Regions from separate parts of the Mus musculus genome. Here region 2 is linked to region 1. Evidence: chromatin contacts called from public HiCAR-type data. All regions are on one chromosome and are shown on one strand. Each heading gives the region's core, a stretch centred on a gene start, on an enhancer-like site or on the middle of the called end of the contact. The rest is flanking DNA. Distances are from core to core; before and after follow the strand shown.

What was found. HiCAR-type assays count read pairs that join an accessible place to other places.
Region 2: a HiCAR-type map of embryonic stem cells shows a contact between it and region 1, with 5 times the contacts expected there. The contact joins the promoter of Elovl4 here to the enhancer-like site in region 1. A contact is called at or near these places in 1 of 39 promoter capture datasets (pre-B cells), 1 of 15 datasets of contacts at CTCF or cohesin (large pre-B cells), 1 of 484 Hi-C or Micro-C datasets (rod photoreceptor), 1 of 115 datasets of contacts at active chromatin or transcription factors (embryonic stem cells) and 1 of 9 other capture datasets (embryonic stem cells).

Annotation. Positions count from the first base shown.
Region 1 is chr9:83,381,991-83,388,545 of GRCm38.p6, forward strand. No RefSeq gene overlaps it. Among named protein-coding and RNA genes, the nearest start is that of Gm46123, 34 kb to the left of the region's middle. Within about 2 kb of position 3,476, at least 19 of the 459 cell types and tissues checked have an H3K27ac peak or open chromatin away from gene starts, as enhancers often do. A contact at or near this core is called in pre-B cells and rod photoreceptor, where this site is marked.
Region 2 is chr9:83,804,504-83,810,857 of GRCm38.p6, forward strand. Elovl4 (elongation of very long chain fatty acids (FEN1/Elo2, SUR4/Elo3, yeast)-like 4) reads right to left here and starts at 1,802. Exons shown (of 6, transcript NM_148941.2): 1 at 1,436-1,802. The coding sequence starts at 1,535.

The sequences.
Region 1 (6,555 bases), core at 2,226-4,725:
CTAAGGTCTTTAAAGCATAAAAGTGTGTGTGTGTGTGTGTGTGTGTGTGTGTGTGTGTGTGTGTGTGAACACTGAAAAACTTTAGGTGCGTTATAAACTTAGAGTCTAGTGCCAAGGCTCATTAAGATGAATTGCATGGTTTCCAGTAAAGGCAAGGCAGCCACTGGCACATGGAAAGGCATGAAGCAAATAGAACAGAATCAGAATCTGAAATAGTTTCTATTGTGTATAATAATTTTGTATGTTATAAAGACGGAATTTCAAAATGCATTGCATCAAACTTTGAAGTAACAACTAAGGTTTGTATTTCAAAAGTTAGAATTTCAAATCCAACCTTTTGTTTTTGTTTTGTTTGTTATGTGAGGAATTGAATAGAGACCCTAGAGCAGGCCAAACCCTTAAATGGACTTTTGTCAGAGTCTGGAGGTAGTGGTACATTGGCTTTAATCCCAGCACTTGGGAGGCAGAGCAGTCAGATCTCTGAGTTCGTGGACAGTCTGATCTACAGAGTGAGTTCCAGGACAGCCAAGGCTACACAGAGAAACCCTGTCATGGAAAACCAAAAGAAAAAAAAAAAAAGAAAGAAAGAAAGAGAGAGAGAGAGAGAGAAAGAAAGAAAAGAAAAGGTGTCAGGATAGCTTGGTAGACATTAGGAAAAAAAGTTATTTCTGTAGAAAGTGAAATAGAATTTTGAATCTAGAATGATTAAGAATAAATTACAGATAAAACTTTAAAAAGTAAATATGATGGATTAAAAGAAAAATCAAAAGATAAGAATAAATATAGGGATTTATTTTTATTTGCATTTATTTATATGTTGGCCTTTGGGGTTTTTTGTTTCTTTGATTGTGTTTTGTGGTTTTGGGGTTTGTTTGTTTGTTTGTTTGTTTTCTTGATTTTTGTTTTTAATGTCTGTGCATGTTTTCCATGCATGTATGTTTGTGCATGCAATGCCTGCAGAGACCAGAAGAGGGAGTTGGATGCCGTGGAACTGAAGTCACAGCTGGTTGTGTGCCGTCCAATGTGAGTGCTGGTTCTCTATGAGGGCAATACAGCTCCAGCCTCACACTAGGGGGTGGGGAGGGGTTCCCCTAAATTATATCATGAAGGGGTAATGTAACACATCAAAAGAGAGATCAATAACCTGGGAAAGAAAGGATTGGAACAGGCAGTCGTAGAATAAATGGTGTCTAACATCACCTCACTTGGAGTGAAGTGAATACAAGCATTCTCAACAGTATTGAAATGTCTATGAGACAGTCAAAGTGGGCTAGTGATTGTGCAAACGATATAATCCTAGAGGACAATATCATATTAACTGCTAACCAGCCATGCCCCACTCCTGGGGTCCTGACCCAGTGTATAGATAACCATGTGAAGCTGATACACACAACCAAGTGGCGAAGCGTCTGTAAGAGCAGCAAAAATGCCCCCAAGAGCATACTGGCAATTAGCTCTGGTATGTTTATATACATGCAATATCATGACACTATTGTTTGTTGATGAAGATGCTATGTAATGATAGAAAAAGCTCATTGGGTTGGCTTCCTGGGGCTGCCTCTGCAAACTGCTGTAACTGGGGTGGCTTTAAAAAGCAGACATGTACACTGCAATATGGATAAATACTTTGTGCACTTGAATGGCTAAGGAAAAGCAGGTGAAATCTTTTTTTTTTTCATTAATCATTCCGTTCTTTACAGCTCACATGATATCTCCCTTCCTGGTTACCCCTCCACAACACCCCATCCCATCTGCCCTCTTTCCCCTCCTCTTTGCCTCTAATGAGGGTACTCCCCCACCCACCCACCTACTCCCACCTCACCGCTCCAGCATCCTCCTACCCTGGGGCATCAAACCTCTACAGGACCAAGGGCCTCCCCTCCCATTGATGTCAGACAATGCCATCCTCTGCTACATATGTATCTTAGCCATTCAAGTGCACAAAGTATTTACTCATATTGCAGTGTCCGTTATATTATTATAAATATATGCATCTTGCTTCTATTCTGGATTATTCTTTCCTTGAGTTCATTGCTCCACATTGCATCCGAACATTAGCTGCTAAATCAGATACTAATCAGACGCTGTTGCCTCCCCTCCCCTTCAGTCCAGAAACGCAGATATTGCTTCCGCCAGTTTACAAGGCTGAGCACTGCGATCTAGGCAGATGCGCACATGAGATGCTCAGTGTTTGCAGACAGAATGAGTGCAGTATTTATAGACGAGCGAGCTTTAAAGGCTCTGGGTGAAACGCCTGTGGGCTTAAGCCCTGGCTCTACCTCTCATTAACAGCAGGATGAAAAGTGCATTCTTTAAATATTTTTAAGTCCTAGTGTCCTTGTCAACGTACTTCTTTAAAATAGGACACCTGGATGGTTCATTTCAAATGTAGAGACAAAGTATGTACTCACCAACTCCATGTCTCTGATTACCAGGTGATTTTGCTCTTGAGGCTTTTCTTAGATAATTTACAGCACAAATTCTGTCAAATTCTATTCAATACAAAATTCCTAAATTCACTATGAAATCCACATTAAAAATATCTTGGCTTTAACATGTTCTGTATAAGGGTGAGTTCAAAGGGCACAGTATACCTGAATAAAATTATTTATGAAGCTCATCAATATGTATAACTGCTATCTGTCAAATAAAAATGTTTTCAAGAGGTACTCATTGGTTAAGAGGCACTGGATGCTCTGCCAGGCGACCTAGGTTTGATTCCTAGCCCCACAAAGCTCACACCTGCCTGGAACTCCAGCTCTAGATGAACCTATGCCCTCTTCTGGTGTCTAAGGGCACCAGATGGTCACATGGTGCATCAACAAACAGACAAAGCAACAGTATATAAAATAGATATTTTTAAATGTTTCTTTAAAAAACGGAAATGTATGTCCTTCTATTTGTGTAGATTTGAAGTTTTTATCAAGGTGTTTGTACGGTCACATGCTTTCTGAGGACCCTGGAAGGGTTCTGGTTGAGCTCCTGTCTTGCTTGTGGTGATCCATTACAGTCCTCAGTATCCCTTGGGTTGTGAACATAAGGATAGTCTTTCTCCATCATCACATGGCATCCTCCATCACACTAGGAAAAAGTGGTTGTGGGGGGCGTGTATAGGGGAGAACTTAGGGGGGAAGGAAGAGGAACTGGATGAAAACACATATATGCATCTATGAAATTCTCAAACAATATTCTTTTTTTAGAAAGGACATCAGTGTTTGCTTGAACAGCTGTGAGTCGTTTAGACGAGCCCAACCACCACGGTGAGGAAGGTACCAAGAAGCTTACAGACATCACAGCAACACAAAACAAGCTAGCTTAGACTGGACAGTAGTCTATAGTGCTTCCCTTTGCACCTGTTACAGAAGCATCCTCAGGAAGTCAGCAGGAAGAGTTTAGTTGCACGTGGGGATTTTGTGACTCAGCTTAGGGGCTGTGGAGAACAAGAAAGTGCTGCAAGTCTTTTCATGTTATCCTATGTTCTGAACCACAGATGGCACTGGTCCAGAGAGTCCTGTAAGAGGGTGACAGAGTGAGATCTGTGGTGCTGACAGGGGAAACGGGGATCACTGGAGCAAGACACAGCCAGGAAACAGACAGGCAGAAGCCCTCAGAGCAAGCAGCTCTTCCGATGGGTCGGTAGAAGGAGAGGTTTGTTTCATCTCATCTCCGTTTCCCAGTGGCTGGTGTCTGCCGAGGCCACAGGGAATATCTTCAAGTGTCTTCAACACCACTTGGAAAATTTAACAGAGGCAAAATGATTAGTGATCAAGCCTTTCAGAGTAAAAGAATGGCTTTTCTTCCCCCCAAAATCTTCAAAAATCAAACACCTTTCCTATTAATAGGAAGATAGGAGGGACCTGTGACTTCATTAACTGTAGAATTGAGGTATCATTTTTGAGGCTTTGAGTAAAAATGAGGAATTCTTTTTTAACTTTTGATCCATTCTTTGTGAATTTTATATCATGCAGCCCAATCCCACCCATCTCCTTGTCTCCTTCCCTGCCCTCTGCCCTTGTACCTCCCCCAAAGGAAAAAAATCTTGTTGTAGAAGCTGTAGTATGTCCCTGTGACCTATAGTATACCCTTTTGTCCACACTTCTTTGCTTTCAAACATTTACTGCAATGAATCACTGGTCTAGTTCAAGGTCTCTGGCTTTTGCTACACTATCAATACTGGACCCTCATTCAGACTTATCTTGATATCCTGCTGTCACCTTATGTCATGGAGCTCCTGCAGCCTTGGACCTGTAGGACCAGCCCCTTCACACACTCCAGCAATTCATATTTGGGGTAGATGTTGGGGTGAGTACATTCAAAGCCCTACATGTGGGTGTAGGTGGCATGTGAACTGGTCAGCCCACCAGCACTCCCACACCCACACCACCAGGACACCAGCACTCCAGCCGATAGCTTACCCAATGCAGCAGCTGCCAAGAGACAGAGCCAGCTCTCCCACTTCCATGCCCTTGGGCCAGCTCACCTGCACCCAAGACAGTAGAGCCAGCTGTGCGGTGAGGGATAGAGTCAGTTCTCCTGCCTGCCATAGGTGATGAGGGGCAAGGGGTGGGGTGAGGAGGGCATCTCTCCCTCACCCATGACACCACAGGGCAGACAAGCTGTGAAGCCACCTTGTACATGCTCGCCCACTGACAGCCAGCTCATGCCCTTGTCACCAGCTCTATTGTGCTGCCCAAGTGAGGTGCAGGGCCTCTCTCCCGAGTACTGCAGCGGGTGAGGGATAGGGCCAGCTCTCCTGCTCTCCTGAGGAATTATTTTTAAGGAAACCACTTTAAAGGTACAAGCTAATGAACCCATTTTAGTTTATTACAACCCTTTTTCAACTCATGTGTTTTGCACACTAAATAACCTTGTGCAGATTCCTGACTGTAGAGGCCAAATGCGTAGAATAAAGCTCTAAATCAACATCTCTGCTGCAGACCTGCCTTCTGTGTGCTGCCTGTACATGTCTGTATGCATGTTCAACAACTCAATACATTGAAGAACAGGCTATAAGCCAGGCGTAGTGGAACATGCCTATAATATCAGCACACATAGCATCAGGGGAGGAGGGTCAAGAGCCCAAGGCCAGCTCCAGCTACAAAAAAGATCTTGAATTAAACATAACAAAATGGACCAAAAAACAAAGGTGAATTGAAATGAAACTACTTGGCACTTCCTCTCAAATCTGCTCCTCTAACAGTCCTTATGGCTGCTCCTGTTAGTGTTTCTGAAAGCTTCTCTCTCCCTCCCCTCCATCCAATTGATTACCGAGAGCTGTCAATGCTGTCTCATAAATAACTCTACTATTCATTTATGTAGTGGATTCTCACTGACTCTTTCATTACGTCTTATCTGCGATTCCTGAGTTGTGCAATCCATCTTCTGCATTAGTATGGAACTGATGGTTGCAAAATGAAAATCGATGTCACAGCGACATTTAAAATTCCTCTTATGGTTTCTAACACTTGCGTTATATACAATAGAAGCCATGAAAGCACTTGCTAAATGAAAAAAAAAAAAAAACAATTAACAAGTGCATCATAGACAGGGAATAGACACAGTTACTGACATCTTCATATTTATTAGCCATAAAATAATTGTTAAAACACCACCCAAATAAAGCTATTTGCCAGTCCTGAACCTCAAAAACAACTCTCCATATGGAGTCAATTACTGCAGATGGATTTCTATTTTTCTTTGTAAGCATCTTGATTTATTTTACTAAATCAACCAGGGACCATGATTGCAATTTGTATAAAATTTTGGAATCAAATACACCGGTAAATAATAACAATCATAATAACCACAGTGGGAATTCTGTAGAGCACACACACAATGGATATAGAGTCTCTCAGTGGTGATTTAAATTCAGAATTCTTTCAGCTTCAAATCCATGGACACTGGCTCTCCCTAAAATAGATGACTAATTCTCAGTCACTAAATTATTATTCCATACACATTCTTCCCGTGCATACCTAAATACATTTCTGTGATGCTAAAAGCATTCGGAGTTGGATAGCACTCATCTTGCTATAAATTTAAATGCAACCTGACCTGTATTTCTATGAACGATAAAAATGCTACTTGGGCAATCTAGCTTGTGCAGTTAATCAAGAGAATTGTGTCTTTAAGAGTATCCTAGCAACATGTCTGAAATCGAAGGAACACCCAACTGACACTGCCCGTGGATTTAATTATGCCGCTGGACTCCATCAAACTTTCTAGTTCATCAAAAGGATACTTAGAAACAGAAACAGAAATTAAGCTACAACTGAAATGGCTGGGGAAGAGGAGAAAGAGGGGAGAACGGCATATGTAAATGAGGCCACTAGAGCATGTTTCTGAGCAGGCTCAAGGGTAAGAGAAAATGAACAAAGTTCCGAGTCCAGTGGAGGGGCCAGAACCATGCATTAATTACTTAGGAGACTGCTAGTCCCCAGGCAAAAGTTGTACTGGGGTAATCACAGTTTTAGAAATATGTTCAAAACTTGTGCTACAAGTTTTGTAGCTAATAGTGCTCCAGTTTCACTGACCAGCCCAGTGTACATTTTCTGG
Region 2 (6,354 bases), core at 552-3,051, 420 kb after region 1:
TGATGTTCGGCTCTGTGCAATTGTGTAAGGGGAAGCTCTGATGCAATGTTCCCACCAGTATCGCAGAGATGAAGGGAAGGGTGCTTCTTCCCCGGGTATTGCAGGTATCAGTGTGATAGCATTAAAGTAAAGCTCAAGAAAGAGTCGTTCCTGGACAACTGCCTTTAAACCACCGCCAGCTTCGCGGCTTGGGAACTACTGGCTCTCCTACGGTCAGATGTTTGATCTCCTGAGAAATATCGCGCGTTTTAAAACAAGTCATCGAAGCCTCCAGGTCGAAAAAGCGTTTGTCTCATACAGAAACAATTCCAGCAAGCATTTTGTTCACAGCACATACATCAAATGTCATTCTGTATCAAGCTATATATAACCCACTGTCTCGATTGCCCTAGCAACAGAACACAAAAAACTAAAGAAGAAACTTTTCACTTCTAAAGAAGACAGCCATCATAACCTATATTGCTAACATCCTCCGTTGCTAGAATACAGGGTCACACTGCAAACACACAACACAAATTTAAAGCCCCAAACTATTCCCTGGGATCCTTTAAACTTAACGTTTAAGGTCTCGGAAACTTTTTAAAGCAACAAAGCAAGTGAAGAAATGTTAAAACGTGAACATTTATGTTACAATTACTTCTGCTAGGAAAACTAAGTCACTCAATGACAGCCCTGCTCTGCAAACTCAACAGCTGAAGGGAAAGTTCGCTAATTTCAGTACACTGTACTTATGCTTATGCAGGCTTCTGAGCCATCCTCTAGGTGCTGCTGCGGAGACCCCCAGCCCAAAGCCTGCCTTCTTTCCCCTCCCCCTGACGGCACTGCACTGCGCAAAGCTCTCGCAGAGGGTAGCCTAACAGATTTGCTACTGGGAAACCACAAAAAAACTAACGTTCTTCAAGAAGCTAAATAATGTTATTTTACTTTTCAGTCGAAATTATACTACAAAGAGGTTAGCTAAATGGAAGAAGATAATGAGTGGTTTGTCAAAGTCTTCAAGGAAGCTGAAGTAGCGGAGAGACAGGTATAGTCGCAGCCCTCGTCCGCCTCCAGGCCTATCGCTCTATAAGGAGTACCAGTGCATAAGATAATAGGCGAGCTCGGGAAATGCGGGCGTCAGGGCAGGGTGGTTCCTTGGCTGCACTGGTAGCATCTGGTTAAGTCAGCTCCTGCATTCGCGGAGCTGAAGAGATGGGAGTGTTGAGGGGATGGGGGGTGGGGGGGAGTACGCCTTGAGAGTCTCATCTGATTAACCAGTGCACAACCGCGAGGTCCGCGGCGCCGCATCTGCGGGGACCCGAGCGCCCCCAACAGCCTCAAGGCGCTGGGTAGGGGGCGCAGGGCCTTGCCTAGCGCTGAAGCCGGGGACTGGCGTCTGAGCCGTGGGCAGCCCAAGGAACACCCAGAGGAGATGGGTGAGGCCCCTCGCCTGTACCTGCAATGGTCCAGGTCCAGCGATAGAACTCCACGGTGTCGTTGAATGCCGTGGACATCGCGTTCAGGACGCTGCCGGGCTCTGAGTCCAGCAGCCCCATCTTGGCGAGGAGAGGTACGAGCAGCGGCGAGAAGAGAGGCTCCGATGGACCGTGGGCGACTGCGGCGGGAACCCTGCTGGCAGCGGCGTCTCCTCCTCCTCCAGGCGCCGCGACTGGGGATGCAGGCGGAGAGCAGCGGCGAACAGCAGAGACAAGAAGCCGGAGGGCGGAGGAGGAGGAGGACCAGCCACGAGCGCCCAGCGCTGCTCCTCTCTGTCGCCGCGCGCTGCCGCAGCTCCAATCCCCTCGCCCGCATCACGTGGCCGCGCGGGGCGGGGCGGCGCCTCCTCTCGCCCCGGGCGCGGGGATGCTGCGGTCGCGAGTGGTGGCCGGCTTGCGCAGGCGCGCTAAGGCCAGCCCCGGGCCACCACCTGGGCCACAGGAACGCCGCAGGGGGACACCTCGTACCCAGTCCTCCTCCCCTGCCTTCCTGCCCACGGTTACCTCTGTTCTGCCGGATGCAACGTGGGAAACCGGACGGGAAAAAGTGGGAGTTTGTGGGCAAAGATGAAGTACGCGATGCATTTCTGGTTCTTGCCTATCATTCACCTCCATCACATGTGCTTTTGCTGTCTTCGCCTGTGGCACGTGCTTGTCACCCAGACAAGGAAATGCGGGTGGTTTCACTGTAAAGGAATGCCATTTGTCTTAAGCAGCGGCAAAGGAGAGTAGTCTGTGGTCACCCCGTAAATATTATTAGCATGTAGTTAAATCCTTGTGAGTATTGAAAACAGCGACACTGGCCGATCAAAGCAATATAATTGTACCAAATTAGGCTATTGGTAGTTCAGAGAGGATGGAGCCATAAGAATAGGCTAAAAGAGTCCACTTGCACCACATGAGATTCAGGTCAATCTGAAAGGGTGATGCTGAGGAGAAAAAGAGCAGTTGACTTGTGAGAAGAAAGCAGTCTCTATGAATAAATAGCAACAACAATAACTGCAGCAACAAAATCACACTATGCCATTTTTATAGTTTCTGACATAAAGCAAGATTTCAGTGAATGGTCCAATAACAAGTTCATATGCGTTTTATTCAGATGTGCCATCCACTTTTGTTTCGGCTTTTTTTCTCCACTTGACTGATTTAGAATGCTTATTTTAGAGGTCACTGAGTCAAATGCTCAACGTTGTTAACATGAGTACTACCTGAGCCCTAACTCTGTGCTATAAATAGCAAGTCATAAATATTTATGGTGACAAAATTATAACGCACATCACTTCAGAGCATAGTGGGAGTTGTTTAAGTAGAGAGAGCTTCGGCGAGGAAGGCTAATTAAAGGTAACTGATTTGCTATATAACTCAGACCCCCACAGCCTTCTTTACATGCTTTATTCTGAAATCAACCAAATGATATGATTTATTAATTTGTCAAATCTGCTTGCCAGAATGAAGTTTCTCAAATTAAAGAATTTCTTACACCTCAATTCCTAGTTACGAATCTAGTAACTACAAAGAATTCTAGTCAAATTTCATTTCCTTTGTTAATGTGAGTATGAGTTAGGTTTCCCTTTGCTTATGGTATTGGTTGCTACCTCTGTATTGTCTTGGAGTCTTGGATGTTTTTATGATGGAGAACAGATTCCTACCCTCACCTCACAAAATGTCACCGTCTTTGCTTATTTAATATAATGTGGAATCATTAAGGCAGCTTTATTCAAGAATTTTCTTGGAGCCTCTCTTCTACAGTGGAGGTCAGTTTGAGTTCCTTGTTCACTAGGGGGCGCCTGTCACATAAGGAAATCATAGACAAGCCCCATCAATGTTAAGTTAGAAATGGCAACTATATTGTTAACATTTTCTCTGCCTTACTTGGGGGCATAGTCATTTTTATTTATACTTAGGAGCTGTTCAAGCACATAAGAAGAAACAGTCTTAGGATGTATCCACCCTTGAGCTCTATTACTTGGTGTGAAGATTACAGTCCATTACTTAATATTGCTTAATTCACAAGTAGTTTACAGATACCAATAATCACACAGAACCAAAGCTTGCGTCTATGGTTTGAAAACATCCCTAGAAGTTCATGTGTTGTTGGATCTCAATCCCCAATACAGCAAGGTAGAGAGTTGAGACCTACTTGGAGTGGTGTGGATCATGAGGGCTCCCCTTTCATAAATAGATTAAGTAGCAAAGCTTTTTTATTTTTTTGACCAGGCTGGCCTCAAACTCTAAAATACACCTGCCTCTGCCTCCCAAGTGCTGGGATTAAAGGTGTGTGCCACCACTGCCCAGCGCAAAGCATTTTAAATTGTGAGTTTGGTCTCTCAGAATAAATACTTCTTAGTCGTCTACTTTTTTTACCATGGAATGATGCAGGAAACAAAAGCACCCTCACTAGATCTAGTGCCTTGAATATAGGCTTCCTAGTTTTATACTGTAAGAAATAAATCTGTATTCTCTACAAGTTACTTAGTCTTTTGAAAAGAAGCAGCTTTGAAGTGGGGTAATGGGTAGAGACTGGAAGAGCTTCAAGGGTTAGCTATAAAATTGAGGTTTTCCCAGGAACTGTTGGAGCAGCAGAGAGAGCATGGGGAGGAAAGACTGCATATCTTTATACCTAAGAGGTCACCAGCAGTAGAAGCACAGACAGTATGGGACATTCTGGTGATGTTGCAGAGAGAAATAAGAACAGCACTGAAAACGGAAGTAAAGTGAAGTTGGCTAGACTGCGCCCATGCCTAGGGATGTATGGAAACAGATTAGGAGTGATGAGCTGAAGTATATGAATGATAGAAGAATTTTCAAACCAAACGATGCTAGCAATTGCTTTTAGTTGGACTCATTAAATGTGAGAGACCTAGCAACTCTCTTGACTTAACAACTCATGTCTATCCCCAAACCTGCACATATCCTTATGGCTCTTTCCTCCTTCTCAAAACCCACAGAAGCCTTCTGGGACAAGGACTTTTAAAAGGAGCTTAAGTCTGTCTGGAAAGCTGTGTTTCAAGGCTGGGTATGTTTTTGGTGGGGGCGGGGGGGGGGAAGAAGATACTTGTAAACTCTCCAGAGCCAACAAGAATATACAGCTCTTTTTAAAATTTAAGTTATTTATTCTCAAATGAAACTAAATCTAATTTGAGCAAGAGATACATTTATCTGTCAAAGGAAAGAATGACACAGTAGCACTGTGACACTTAGTAGCAAACCACCCAGAAAGAGGCCAAGCTGGAGAAAGGTAACTTTCTTATAATTGACTAACTCCCAAGAATTAGTGGTATTTTTATATCAAATTACAAGCACCATTTCTGCTAAGACAATTGAACCCAGAATGCATGTGATAATGTACCTTCAAATATTCAAACAAATGGAAAGTTAGATAAATAAAAGTATATTTATCCTTCCCACTGGTATTTCTAGCAGTTTTACTTATAATCACTGTATGCTCTAAACAGTCAAAATGTCCCTTAATAAATAGATGATAGATAGATAGATAGATAAGACTGCCACAAAAGAATCTAACTATGTTACAAAATATTGTTTCCTCTTAAAAGAAAGAATATAGAGAAGACACAGACAGTTTCAGTAGTAGCTTATTTAACAAAGCAGAACAAATCTAATAAATACAATACGCCATACAAACATGGGGACAGACTGACCTCAAATGCATTGTGGAATTATAAGAAGTATCTTATAATAATATTTCTGAAGTGGGTAGCATATTTGCTAAGGTAAGATAACCCCTTCCTCCTCTCCCAAATCATGATGGTCTATTACCCTTTTAAAGAAATTCTTCCCATAATCCCCTTGAACTGTTACAATAGGGTAGGGATGTCAAACAACAATGTAAATATTACAATAAAGTCAGGGTCTTTGGAGATGCATACTCATTAGTGTGCATGTATGTCAATTTGGAAAGTTCCCTAGTACCTCATTTTGAATATATCAAGAAGAATCTAATTTCACATTCAAGAATATTTAGTCATAATGAAGCATTTTGTCAGACACATCTGTCTAGATCCAGGTGGAATTCTCTTTCATTCCTTCACATCTAACTTATCTATCTATCTATCTATCTATCTATCTATCTATCTATCTATCTATCTATTTACGTACTTAGTATTTATTTGTTTGTTTGCAGTTTTCAAAGACATGGATTCTCTGTGTGACTGTCCTGGAACTCCCTCTGTAGACCAGGCTAACCTTGAACTCAGAGATATACCTATCTCTGCCTTCTGAGTGCTGGGGATAAAGGCACGAGCCACCACTGCCAGGCCCACATCTAATATTTTATCTAAGCAGGAGACATAGTCATCACTATAAAACCTTTCTTGGTTACCTCATACTTAATTTCTTGTCTTCCTTATCTCAGAAATATCTGATGGAATGGGATCAGAGTATCATTTCTGACCAACAAGATAGGTCAGTAAAACTGACAAAATGGCACTGCTGTCAGCCTGCACGGCTGATGATAAGACCCTATTGATGAAGACTACACATACTTAATGTAATAGGACACAGAGAACTCAACCTGGTACTCAACCGCAAGCCTTGCCCCCACCCCTACTGGCTAGTGCTTATAGTGCTCAAGGATGCTATTCATGATACTACTGTAGAAAAGTGATGGTCCATCTCACTCAGCTGTGAAGCCTGAGAGCTGGATAGCAACCTTCCTGCAAGATATGTTCACTGGCTCAATGGCACAATTTAAAGCCCCCTATGAGATAGAGCTCATAGCTGACAATGTTAACGAGGCTGGGAAACTGAGACTAGATAGGTCTAGTAGGTAGTGGTATACCTACTACATTTTTTTTTCCTGCTAAATGAACACCCGAACAGAACCTCTCTTAAGGATGTGACTATACCCATAGATTAGTGC